Regions from separate parts of the Larimichthys crocea genome. Here region 2 is linked to region 1. The links are chromatin contacts, called in public Hi-C maps. All regions are on one chromosome and are shown on one strand. The core of a region is the stretch at or near the end of the contact, and the rest is flanking DNA. Distances in the headings are between cores, read along the strand shown. Region 1 holds the start of tube1 (tubulin, epsilon 1). Region 2 holds the start of marcksa (myristoylated alanine-rich protein kinase C substrate a).

Evidence for each region. A called contact is a pair of places that touch in the nucleus more often than the background predicts.
Region 2: a contact with region 1 is called in a Hi-C map of muscle, with 6 times the contacts expected there. The contact joins the promoter of marcksa here to the promoter of tube1 in region 1. A contact is called at or near these places in 3 of 7 Hi-C or Micro-C datasets (all in muscle).

Annotation. Positions count from the first base shown.
Region 1 is chrXI:1,655,226-1,658,463 of L_crocea_2.0, forward strand. tube1 (tubulin, epsilon 1) reads right to left here and starts at 1,972. Exons shown (of 12, transcript XM_010735893.3): 1 at 1,761-1,972; 2 at 1,550-1,623; 3 at 228-280; 4 at 74-131. The coding sequence starts at 1,785. It overlaps lama4 (laminin, alpha 4), which reads right to left. Exons shown (of 40, transcript XM_010735896.3): 40 at 3,049-3,238.
Region 2 is chrXI:1,894,079-1,897,278 of L_crocea_2.0, forward strand. It overlaps marcksa (myristoylated alanine-rich protein kinase C substrate a), which reads left to right and starts at 1,509. Exons shown (of 2, transcript XM_027284008.1): 1 at 1,509-1,940; 2 at 3,115-3,200. The coding sequence starts at 1,845. The region is part of intron 14 of LOC113746842 (histone deacetylase 2); the gene reads right to left.

The DNA of each region.
Region 1 (3,238 bases), core at 722-3,221:
CCACTGTGAAGACCAGAAGATGTGAAGAAAAAAAGTTCTCCCAAGCTGTTTTCTGGTAATGGGTAGAACTTACTCTGGCCTTCAGATGTTGGATTCTTCCACCAACACCACAGGCTCTGCTATCACTTTTCCTGGAAAAAGCACAGAAAATAGAAAAGGACATTTGGAACCACTGCATGAAGGCACAGCCCATGTAACAGCTACAGGATGAAAACAGGTGTGTTTACCTGGTGTCCACATTTCGGAAAAAACTACTGAGGGCCTCATCATACAATCCTTTCTGAAGAGGGGAAAGACACAGGATATTAGAGGAACTCTTAGAAATCATGGGAGCTGATAACAATGTCTAAATGTTCTTATACGATGAGTTAGGGCACAAACAGAACAGGCACTGACCCTGATTACAACAAGGATTTGTGACTCCATTTAATCTGTTATTGGGTGATCCATGCCAATGTTCCCTAATGGCACTCAGTTTTGTAAACCATGACTCAATAGAGTGACGTTTAAAAATGAAAATTCTTGGGCTGCCAGTTAGTTCAGTAGGTAGAGCGTGCACCCCAACTTGGTGCAGGGTTCAACTCCAACCTGTGGAACCTCTGCTGAATGTCATTCTCCACCCCCAAGAGTGGAACTTCATACATGTGCAATTAGGGATGCAACATCTATTTTCTAGATTAATTGAATTTGCAAAAAGCTTCTGACCATGTTGAGGCCTTTAAATGTCTTGTCAGCCTTAAACCCAAAAATATTCAGTTTATATGATATAACGAGGCTATAAACAGCATTTTCTGCCATTTCTGCATTAGGAATTACTTAAACAAAATAAATCATCTGAATAGTTGCTCTAGTAGCTCTATGTGCAATATGACAGTCCCCTTCAGGGATGCAACTAACTAAGAACATTGCTGATAACAATTTCTTAAAAGGCCCATGTTGAATCAGATAGCATTTTCTCACCTTGCCTAAAACACAAAGATCTATAATAGACTAAAAGTCAAATAAAACGTTTGTACAGCTGGAGCCAGCACATGTTTCATATATGAGAAAAAAGTGTCAATTATCAAAACCGTTGGTGGTAATTTTATGTCAGCTGACTAATTAAGCCCCTCAGACTGAGACATACACAGTAAATGATGTGTCAAATATGTCCTCAATAGGCTGATAGTAGGGTAACTACAGGTGTTTCCAATCATACTAATTAAGGCTCCATTCCATTTATTGCAGCAGAGCCTTTCCAGTGAGCCAACATGCAGCACAGCAGAACCCTGACACTGTTTGACCTGAATGGAACTGAACCTTAATTAGTATCATTGGTAACACCTGTGTCTGTCCTATTACGTGTCCTAACGGCTGCTGTGAAAAAGGTCCGCTGAATTTTTTAACGCTGGCTGCTATCATTATTATAATATACATTATACTGTTATTAATGACAGCTGTGACAGGTCAGCATGTCTGCTGAGACAAGGTTTAGGTCCCGACATGTTGTTCGGAGTATCGTGTGTGTGTGTGTGTGTGTGTGTGTGTGTGTGTGTGTACTAGCACTTACTTTGTTGACATGCGCATGTTCTCGCAAAGCCAGATCCCAGAACCTGCAGCCGACCTGGTTTCCACACTGTCCGACTGAAGACCAAGTTTCATTAGCAATGTTTACGTCAATACGTCTTCATTAAAACAACCGTAAGATAACCCAGGAGCTACCTACAGGGCAGCAAATGACAGCTAGCTGTTAGCTGTAGCACTTCACAGACTGTACTCACCTTGGACGACAACCGACTGCGTCATGGCGGCGGGAACACACGGACTAATCCGTGCTGTGTTTGAACATTTCTACACAGCTGTTCATTAAAATCAACTTTTCAAAAGACTTTGAACGCGACTTCAAACTCGCGCCTCCACTTTGTTTGGTCGACTGCTGATGACGACGTATTACCATGGAAACGGCGTATTTGGTTACGTAGAACGTGAACCGCCGCAACAGGAGCTGCTCGTCATCGTTTCACGTGTCTGTCTGTTTAATGTATTTATGTCTAAACTAATCAGGTTAATGCAGATAAACGTCTTATGGAAGAGATATTTCCGTAGAGTCCGTAAAATGCACATTATGAGAGGAATCACTTCTGTATCTTTAACTGTATTATGATGTTATAAATGCTACATGACGTCAAATGAATGAATCAATATAAAATTAGTGAATATGGTGCACTGTTCATTGATTACCTAAGTATTATGGACGAAGATGAATGCCACACGCTCATGTTTTTTTCTCATCCTCTATTAGTTTGGAAAAATCCAACACAGCAGAGGGCAGTGTTTCCATGTTTATCTCAAGTAACAGTCTACAGACCGTGACAACAGACAGCCAACATAAATAACAAATAATTGAATATGTGTAGATTTTACAACAGGAATAAAACTAAAGAAATTGCTGAAGTCAATGGTGAGGTCAGGAGTTCAAAAAGTGTTCAGGAGCCTCTGATGTCTCATGCTGTATTATTTATTGACGCTTGGCCAAGGAGAATTAGACACTGGCACCTAGTCAAAGACAAACAATTAATATTGCCGAGGACCTCAAGGCCCACACGTGACCTTGTGTTACCTAAGGATAGAAAATTCCATAACAAAAATCACTTGAATATGTCTATCCAGGCAGCAGCTCAGTTTTGGTGTCCCTGATGTTACAAAAATGTAATCAGCACTCAAAAACAACAAGAAAATGACTGAAACCTTCTATGACTCCGATGACATCTGCATTATTCTTTGCAGTTATCTACTGGGGAGGGGCAAGCATGGAGAGAGACAGGAAAAGACTCAAAAAACTGGGGCCGGCTCTGTCCTGGACTGCCCCCTAGACTCCATAGAGGAAGAGGGGGAGAGGAGGATGTTAGCAAAGATGACATCCATCATGAACAGCTCCTCTTACCACCTGCGTGAGACTGTGGGGGCTCCTTCAGCAAGTTTAACTAAAGTCATGCTTTGTCTTCTTATTTTTTTGAAACACTGCAATATTGACTTTGAATAATACAAAGAAAAAAGCCAAGCTTTACATGGATGTAAAATATTTGTTTTATTTATCAGAAATAAACCAGTACAAAAAGGACATTTTTGAACACAAGCTTGTAGAAAAAATGTGACATTCAGGTGATAAAGAATTCTCTTCTTCTACAGAGAAATAATTGTAGTCTAAATTTCAGGACACTGTAGGTTTGTCAGGATGGTACTGAACCTGAAATCTGCT
Region 2 (3,200 bases), core at 259-2,758, 240 kb after region 1:
ACACACAGTCAGAGAACTTTCCTGATACAAACTCGATCCTTCTCTTTTAACAGAAATGGAAGCTGCTCCCTGTGTTTGTGTTTTAATGATCACATCTTAATGCATGAGAAAAAAGTGGAGGCAGATGGGAACAGGGATGAGAACAGCGATATTACAATGATAATGTTGTCACCATGACATCCTGTACCTGGGGAAATATATTCCATTCAACCTCGAGAAAGCATTCAAATGTATTTAATCATCCTGATAAACACGCTCTTTAATTTTAACAGAGTTTGTAAAGCAGAACATTTGTGGCTGCAGCAAGTTGAGGCTACACTCTTCAGTGCTGCATTCAAGGCACATGACAAAAAATGGGAGACACACGTACGCAACAATGATGATGACAACTTTCAGTTCCCGAATGACTTCAGAGTAATTCAGTGTGACACCGTTTTATATTTAAACCTTAAAATGACTCATCTCATCAGGTGACGCCTTCAGAAAATATGACACAACAATCAACAACAATCCACAACAATCAACAACAATCCACTGACTTCCTGTAAAACAAACTGTTGTGTAGTCGAGAGGTCTTCAAGGGTTCTATCTCTAAGCCTGAGACTCGGATCAGGCCAGGTCCACATTATTACATGTTCAGTCTCATGAGGATCGGGTAAGATCCAGATCAATCGCCTCAGGTCTACGCTTGCTATCATCTCTGATCATGTGAGGCATCATGGGTATGACTAGGTCCACTACACTCTGTATCTTTCTTTCTTTCTTTCTTTCTTTCTTTCTTTCTTTCTTTCTTCACACTACTACTACTACTTATCTTAGTCTAAACTAATAACACCTGACTGTCCTTAGACTCCGCTTGGATCAGGTCTGTTGTTTCTTTTAACTTCAACACTGTTACGGTTCAGGTCGGAATCCTACAGGTCAGATTTGCAGGCAAGTCCTGAATTTTTGAGGTGATCCAAAACTGCTGTTAACAAAATGTATTTCTTACATAATGAAGTGTAGCCATGTAGTCAGAACGGACGCAGGTCTCTACATTTTAGTTGACGTGAAAATAACCCTAAAGACTCTAACAAACAAAATATAAATAACACCGAAGTCATAAAATTCATTTCAATTGATGGATTCGGAGGCCCTGAAGTGATATAACCAGCATAGTTAACGTCGTCTAAGAGTTGCATAGCTGTACGCCGTACATTTATTTAACTACGACTGCATAAATGAACTTTGCAAAAAGAAGGCAAAAACTAAACTTTTCAGATATGTTTGTTTTATTAAGTTATGATATGTCACATTCAAACAGAAGAGAAGTCAGCATCTGGTTTGACAAGCTGTCATTCCAAAGATTTCGTGAAAAAGTTGCCAAGTTTTTTTACATCTCATTATTCCTACGTGCCCCAAACGCAGCGCTACAATCTATTGTTCACTCCCTTTTCCCAAACCCCGCCCCCCGCTCTGAGCTCCGAGCTGTGATTGGCTGAATCTGAGTGCGGCACAGTCATCGCTCGAAGCGCCCATTCATCTCTTCACTTGGGCGTTGGACTCCGCATCTTATTAGCAACAAGGGAAATTTCTCCATTTTGCAGCCTGTCTACAGCGACACGGCCACCAATCTGGGATTTTATTACTTCTCCTGAGCTGCCAGCTTTTTCCTGCTATTTACAAAAAGCCTGCTCACTCTCACTGGACTTTGCTTTACATTTTCTCTGTGAACTTTTTGGGTTCTCTGCGCACAGAGAAGGAGACAGCAGCGAAGAGCTTTGAGTTTCAACAAAGAGGCTTGCGGGTCTTTGTTCGCTTTTTTTTTTTTGGATCGGTTGAGTTTCTTTGTTGGAGCGAAAAGCATGGGAGCGCAATTTTCAAAGGCAGCTGCAAAGGCTGAAATCGCGACTGACAAGCCCGGAGAGGCTGCTGCTTCACCCACCAAGACCAACGGACAGGTAAATGATATTTTAACATCCAGCTCTTTGCATCCATCAGGAGAGAATCTGCTCGCTCTGGAGAGGGGGGCTGCGCTCCGAGGGCGCAATCCGTGCGTAATTGTGGATAGATTGAATGGAGCTCCGCAGTGGGAGTTTAAACTGAATGGAGAGACTTGTTTTTTAAATTTGGAATAGATTATAGATTATGAGCAACAGTTGATCATTTGAGATTTCTTTTTTTCTTTTTTGTGAAAATCGTGGCGCAATATTGAGCTGATATTAAAAGGAAATGTGAGTAAATGCGCTGATATTTTAGAGGAATCTGTTTGAATCCTTTCTTCATGTAATCACTTTGAATGGTTGGATTTGGTTCAAGTCATGTGTTGAATGGTTTCTTGGTAGATCTCCTGCAAAAGAAAAATCATTTTTGGTTCAGTAGTGAAGTGCTGTGTTTCTGATCGAACTCTCCTCTTGATCGTAATTTGGAAAAATCGCTGAATAACACGAGATGCGCGACGCCAACAAAGGCTCCGTGTGCTCCGAGCACCACTCCTTTTGTTACAGATGCTCGAGTAGAAAGTGGAGATGGCAGCCTGCTATCACACAGGAGGTGAGACAGAGGCTCGGAGCCAGTGGTGCGCCCCGGAGAGCGAGAGAGGGAGGGAGGGAGAGCGAGAGGTTTGAGCTGGTCTCTATTTTAGAGTTTGGACTGAAAAAAAAACATACAAGTCAGAACCCAGTTTAAATTTCCTACATTTTAGGACGTGTGTCTGAATTCTCCGCGATCGGTTGGACTAATCTAATGAGCATCTGCTGTTTTAATGAGCAGCTGCTTTGCTTTGGCGCTCCGCTTTTCGAGCGACCAGGCACCGACCCCTTGCGATCCAGTTGAGACACTGCGCTCGCTCTGGCTCTGGATCTGAATGAAATCCAGGGCGATAGATCAGGAAACATGTTGCACTGTTTAGTCTGAAGCATGGCTGTTAATTTGTGTTTGATTGTTTCCATGTAAAGTCTCTGAAAGCTTCAAAGTAGAGTCCAGAGTGCAGGCTGAAGTCAGTCTGCTTTTGTCGGGGCTGATCTCATGGTGTCTGCTGCCCCTGGTGTCCATCGGTGGCATTGTCCGGCTCCGGTCTTTAAATCATGCCAGCTCTGTGCATGGCATTAACGGCTACTGTTTGTGTTTTCTTAGGAAAATGGCCATGTTAAAGCGAACGGGGATGCTTCTCCTGCAGCGGCCGAGAATGGCAAAGAGGAGGTGCAGGCCAACGGCAGCGC